Linked DNA regions of Sus scrofa: region 1 is linked to region 2. A link is a contact called in public Hi-C data. All regions are on one chromosome and are shown on one strand. The core of a region is the stretch at or near the end of the contact, and the rest is flanking DNA. Distances in the headings are between cores, read along the strand shown.

The links. Hi-C and Micro-C count contacts between places; a contact is called where the count stands out from the background.
Region 1: a contact with region 2 is called in a Hi-C map of liver, with 6 times the contacts expected there. The contact joins the promoter of SARDH here to the enhancer-like site in region 2. A contact is called at or near these places in 1 of 5 promoter capture datasets (liver) and 7 of 47 Hi-C or Micro-C datasets (adipocytes, embryonic fibroblasts, epiblast stem cells and 2 more).

Annotation. Positions count from the first base shown.
Region 1 is chr1:273,293,363-273,296,478 of Sscrofa11.1, forward strand. SARDH (sarcosine dehydrogenase) reads right to left here and starts at 1,259. Exons shown (of 21, transcript NM_001253922.1): 1 at 1,188-1,259; 2 at 1-11.
Region 2 is chr1:273,247,198-273,250,406 of Sscrofa11.1, forward strand. All of the region lies in intron 17 of SARDH (sarcosine dehydrogenase), which reads right to left. Among named protein-coding and RNA genes, the nearest start is that of DBH, 44 kb to the left of the region's middle. Within about 2 kb of position 1,859, at least 19 of the 83 cell types and tissues checked have an H3K27ac peak or open chromatin away from gene starts, as enhancers often do. A contact at or near this core is called in liver, where this site is marked.

The sequences.
Region 1 (3,116 bases), core at 9-2,508, 46 kb after region 2:
GGACTCGGCTCCTGCTGGGGAAAGAGTCGGCCGCAGAGGGCCACAGTGGGTGCTCTGTCAAGTAGGAGCCCAGGGCACAGTGCCCCCATGCTGTCCTCTGTCCCCTGCCTCCTACAGCACGTGTCCAGCCCATGGGCACCGAGGGCCTCACACGCCCCAGACTCTGGCCAGGACCCTGGAGACCACAGTGAGGACCAGGAGGGGGCGGGGTGTGTACACGGCAGGGGCGGGGTCGCAGGGCAGGTGGCGGGAGCTCTGAGGCGGGGACAACCAGCCTTCTGGTGTATCCAACACGCCCTCTGGGAAAACTCCCAGACAGAAGTTACCTCTGCCTCGTTGGCCCCAGAGCCCTTTGGGACCCAAGACAGAAGGTGAGAGAGGCAGGGGGTCTGGGCCTCCGGCTCCCTCGGGCCATCTCAGAATCCAAGTCGGGGCTCAGGGGATGGGTAACCAGCCTCCCTCCTCCTCAGTGACCTCCCAGCAGCCTGCAGGGCTCACTGCGCATCCCTCCTCCTCCAGGAAGCCCTCCAGACTTACCCAACCCAAACCTCACAATTACAAGAAGACTGGGACAGGGGAAGGACACCTCGGAGAGGCTCCTGGGCCCATGTGGGGGGTCAGCAGGAAAAGTAAGGTTTGGCTGCAGTGGGGGAACTGATGCAGGTGGTGCAGCTGCGTTCACAGCCGAGCTTGGCATCAATCAGCCAATTAACCAGGAAAGTCCTCCTCCATTTCCGTGCCACACGGCAGGCGGGTTCCCTCTGCTCTGAAGTCAAGGTGGCTATATTGTCCCCATTTCACGGAGGGGGGAGACTGAGGCCCAAGGAGGCGCCCCCAGGTGACCAAGGTCACAGGGCCACCGTGTGGCCGAGGCAGCAGGCCCTCCTGCCCGCTTCTGACCCCTCGGTCCACAGATGTCACGGGGCCTGGTCTGGGGGAGGGACCCACTGCCACACCCTTTCCCACCCTCCCCAGGGAGTGCCGCCCCTCCTGCAGGTCACAGTGGGGACCCTCCCCTGCCAGGGGGTGGGGGCAGGGAGAGGTGATTTCAGAGGCTTCAGGGCCGGGGGCTTGGAGGCTGGGGCAGGCAGCCCAGTCCCTGTGTCACTTCTGACAGCCCATCTGCCTTTCGACGGCAGAGGTGCCCTGAGCACCCCTGTGCACCCCTGGCCCGCGCCTGCACTCACCTTTCGCCGTTGGGGCGCCTCAGTCTTCCAGAGCCCCGAGAGCGCTGTTCTGCTGGCAGAAAGTCGGGCTCATGTGCTTGCGCAGGCGAGACTCTGCCCAAGGCTGGAACCCGCCCCTGGCCCAGCCTCCTGGTTCCCTCCCACTGCTCTGCTGGCCCCGGCATTCCCCGCCCCCCTGCCCTCCACCCCCACCCCCGCCCTGCCCTGAGCTGGGGATGGGGGCTGGCATGGGGGCTGCCCAGTGCCCTCCGTCAGGCCAGGAGACCTGCTGCCACATCAACCTGCTCTCCTTCACCCTCCCCCACCCCCGAGTCAGCAGGCTGGCCGCTCATTACCAAGGTTTGGGTCAGACGCACGGGGTGGGGCCTCGAGCTGTTTAGGGTGGGGACGGGGTGGGGGTGGAAGGTGCCCAGGCCAAGGCACCTCCCACAGAGGGCCTCACAAGTTGGGCCCACCCAGCCCGAGGCAGAAGTCCCCGCCAGCTCCTGGCCTGTCCCAACCCCAGCCCAGGGAAGGTCCCGGCCCTGCTCCGAAGGGTGTACCTGCAGCCGCAACAGCACTCCTGGGCCCAAGCAGCCTGCCAGCGCTGTCTCCTCCTTCCTTCCCAGCAGGAACCCTCCCCTCCCCCACTCCTACCCCCGCCGCCCCTGGCCGAGCTGCCAGCCCCTGTCCCGCCTACCGCCTGGCAGGCCAGGGAGGCAGCCAAGCAGGTCCTTCTTTTCTTTCTTTTTTTTTTTTTTTTTTTTTTTTTTTTGTCCTTTTGCTATTTCTTTGGGCCGCTCCCGCAGCATATGGAGGTTCCCAGGCTAGGGGTTGAATCGGAGCTGTAGCCGCTGGCCTACGCCAGAGCCACAGCAACGCGGGATCCGAGACGCGTCTGCAACCTACACCACAGCTCACGGCAACGCCGGATTGTTAACCCGCTGAGCAAGGGCAGGGACCGAACCCGCAACCTCATGGTTCCTAGTCGGATTCGTTAACCACTGCGCCACGACGGGAACTCCCAAGCAGGTCCTTCTGAGGGCAGCAGAGCAGGGCTGCAAACCCTGAGACCTTATTAAGCCTGGTGACAGGATAGGTGACCCCACCTCTTCATCTCTAGAATGGGGTTACAGGGTCACTGCAGGTGAACAGTGCCTGCCATGCTCCCCAGGCCAGACAGGCACTTAGCACAGCAGGTGGGCAGGAAGTGCTGGGCAAGCAGCAGCGTGGTGCCAGGGCCAGGCTCCTTGCAGGGGTGATCCAGGGCCGTGGGATGGACCAGCCTCGGCTACGGGCGCCCCCACCCCAACTCCGCCCCTGCCCAACACCCGTCCAGGGAAGGGGCTCTGGCTGCCCTGGGAGGCAGGTCTGGGCCTCTGGGTTGCTCTCACTGCCCCTAACCTGTCTGTACCCCTGCACCCTGCCCTCCTGAGCTCCCAGATCCTTGTGACCCTGGCGGGACGTCTGTGAGCCTCTGACCTTCCCAGCCTCCCAGGGCAGGGACACCTGCCTCCATTTGACTGTCGGGGGCCCCAGGGCCCAGAGAAGGGAGCCCGCTGGCCTCGGGTCACACAGCAAGCTACTGGGGAGTTGGACCAGAAGCCTGCTGTCTGCTTCTGGGTCTGGGGCACCTGGTCTGTGCGCAGGCAGAAGATGCCAGGCGGAAATCTAGAAAGAATAAGCACACCCACACCTGGATGTACAAAGACTCAGAGCAGGTGCTGATAGAAAACAGGACCTCTGGGAGCTCCCGCTGTGGCACAGCAGGTAAAGGACCCAGCACTGCCACAGCTGCGGTGTAGGTTGCATAACATAACATAACATAACATACATGAAATAGGGCCTCCTCTTCCTGCCTGACTAAAGAAAGTATCATTTAAATTACGGTCAGTGAACAACACAGCAATGCCAGCTGCTGGTACAGGGAGTGACCCAGGAGCAGTACTA
Region 2 (3,209 bases), core at 609-3,108:
CAGAATCCGGCCTCTGGGGGCGCGGGAGAGGGCGTGGTGGGACTCAGTCCCTCCAGCAAATGTGTCCCTCCACTGTCAGCTCCCAGGCGGGGCTGCCTCTGTGCACGCAGCCCCTCGCTCCAACATAGCCTGGGCTGGGACCGCGGCATCCTTCCTGGCCCCCAACCTTGTCTTCCATCCCAGAGCTCCCAGCCCGGCGGGCTCCCAGCCAGTGCGTCCGGAATTAACTCTGGGGGCTTGGGGGTGGAGGTCAGCCTTGGGAAGGGACCCTTCAGCTGGGAATGCAAATAGGCTGAATATGGGGGGGGCGGATTTCGCACCAGCAGGGCCTGTGCCTCTGCCTTCCCCACACCCCCAAAGGCCTAGGACAGCACTGGGCTCCAGGAGGACACAGGAAATGCCCAATGACGGCTGGACGGCCCGGAAGGCTGGGAGGGTGTACCTGGGACCCCCTGAAAGGGGTCATAGGTCAACAGTCACAGTCATTAAAGGGCCACCGCCAAGGATACCCCTTGCTCATCACAGACATGGCCCCACAAATGTCCTGCTTACGGAGGTGCTGCTGACGGACTTAGGATGACATGGGCGCTCGCGGGGGCTCTCAGACAGCATTTCACAGGACAAGAAAAGCAGCATCACAGCGTCTAAGGCAGTAAAGCCGAGCGCACAGGCCGTGTGCAGGGCACGAACCCGCCTCTGTTTGCACATTTATAGGCAAAGATGAGGGAGAGGAGATGGAAGAAAATACACCACTAGCCTCGGCTCTCTCGCCGGTGCAAGAGAGGGCTTTTGTGGAGTTCCCGTCGTGGCGCAGTGGTTAACGAATCCGACCAGGAACCATGAGGTCGCAGGTTCGGTCCCTGCCCTTGCTCCGTGGGTTAAGGATGGGGCGTTGCCGTGAGCTGTGGTGTAGGTTGCAGACACGGCTCAGATCCCGCGTGGCTGTGGCTCTAGTGTAGGCCGACAGCTACAGCTCCGATTAGACCCCTAGCCTGGGAACCTCCATGTGCCGCAGGAGCGGCCCTAGAAAAGATAAAAAGACAAAAAGACAAAAAAAAAAAAGAAGAAGAAGAGATGGATTTTGTTTGCTTGTTCTGATTTGACGAGCATTCCCAATATTTACAGTGAAACTCTGATGCCGCCACCTCCTTAGCCAGACTCCATGGGCAGGGAGAGAAAGGGAAGGCTCCCAGAGGTCAAGGGTCATGGCCAAAGGGGCGGAGCCAGCATTGAGGTCTGCCCCCAGGCCCTGCACTCTGCCCACGGGCGGTGCCTGGCAACGGAGTAACGAGCCTTCACCCACAGAGCAATAAAGTGCTTTGGACAGAAGCAGCAGCCAGCTCCGGGGCAGGTGGTGAGACGCACCCTCTCCCCATTCCTCCGGCCCCGACATCCCACGGCCCCCACCTTGGGCTGTTACCCCGGACAGGGGTTCACCCTGGAGTCTGGCCTGGGTTTCCAGCAGCCCCAGCCCTGGCCCAGCCTGGCCCCTGGGCCCCGGAGGCCAAAGTGCAGCCAGACAGCCGAGGGCCAGGCCTGGGGAGGCAGCCAGGGTCCGAGTCCAAGGACAAGTCCCAGGGGCCTGGCTGGAGGGGCCCCGGGCTGGGAGGAAGGGGCTCCCACCTGGTCCCCTCCCACACGAAGCCCTGAACCACACCCAGGCTGAGCCAGCGCCAAGCCCCCCAGCTCCCCCACCCACTTTGCAAGTCAGAACCCAGCCCCAGACAGGCTGCGGCTCAGACCCCACGGGGGCCCAGAGGGCCTGAGCTGCAGGCGGGGCTGCCCTGAGGCCACCGTGGCCTGGGGAGGAGCTGTGCCTCGCTCCCTCAAAACGCACACCCTCTCTGGTCCCGCCAGGCCGCTCTGCATCACGGAGGCAGGAAGCAAGCTAGACAGAGACAGCCCCAGCTTCCTGCCCCCAGCGTGGCCTCCAGGGAGCAGAGACAGAGCAGAGCCGGCCGGCACTCCTCTGCCTGCAGAGCCGTCTTTATCGGGTTCCTTCTGGCAGGATCCTCTCTGAAGTCATGGAGAGGCTGTTTACTTGCTAACAGGGCCCAGACTCCTCCGACCTCCAGCCCCTCTGCGGGCCAGGGTCGCGTCCCCCACTAACGTCCCTTAGCATGTCCCCCCGCAAACCTAAGGGGGAGATGCCCCGCGTCGGGCCTTCTGACCCCCCACCCCCGCCCGGCCCGCTTACGGCCCCAGCCGGTTCACTGACACATATTCACGCGCTTTGTGGGTTTCACCAGCCCCCCAAGCCCTCCGAGCCTCAGTTCAGGAAACATGCATCCTGGGGTTAACGCTTGCTCCGTCAGGAGCTCTTGCAGGGCCTGGCGGTGACTGCACACCTGCTCGCGGGGAGATCTCAGAGCAGTGTCCCCACCCCCAACCCCACGGCGGTTCTGCCCTAGGGACCCATGGTCACAGCTGGACACGCTTTGGGTTGTCACACCTGGGGGTGCTCCTGGCATCGAGGGGGTGCCGGCCAGGGTGCCAGTCCACACCCTGCAAGGCCCAGGCCCCCGACACAGATCTGCTCCAGAAGGTCAGCGGTGCCAAGGCTGAGAAGCCCCGTGGCAGAACCTTCCACGCTGCTGAGGACTGAGTGGGCGAACGCGGGCGTCATGGGCTTAGAGCAGCGCCTGCTCCCTCGCAGCCCTGGCTGTTCCCTTTACTGCCCGCTCCTCACCTTGGCCTTGGGAAGCTGGGGGGCAGGAGGGAGATTTTGAGGCTTATTTTCCAAAAACAAGCCCAAGGCCCAGAAGCAAGATGTGCCGACAGAGCTGGGCGGGGACCCCAGCCCCAGGGTGCGGCGACTGCAGGTCGGCTGGAGCCCTGATGCCATCCACAGTCTCAGAAGCTTCCGGTCCTGGGACAAGGGCTTTCTGGAACTGAGGGACAGGCAGGGGGTGCTCCTCGGGGCCAGGTGGTGCACCCCCAGCAGCCCCTCCCCGCTCCCACAATGCCAGGGGCGGGGGAGGGAGAACACACTCCAAGGACACGCAGGCCTGCTGGAGTGGGGGCACTGCTCCGCCGTCCCCAGCCCTGCCATCTCCAAGGAGGGCAGGAAATGCCCTGATCTGGGAGAGTGGGCCCTGCGCCTCTGAGGAGGGGACACTGGGCGGCCGTACAGGTGGCCAGGCTGAAGTGTGGGTCCGGGCCACCCCAGCACGTGCAAGCACCGAGCGGGGCACAGAAATGCCTGACTT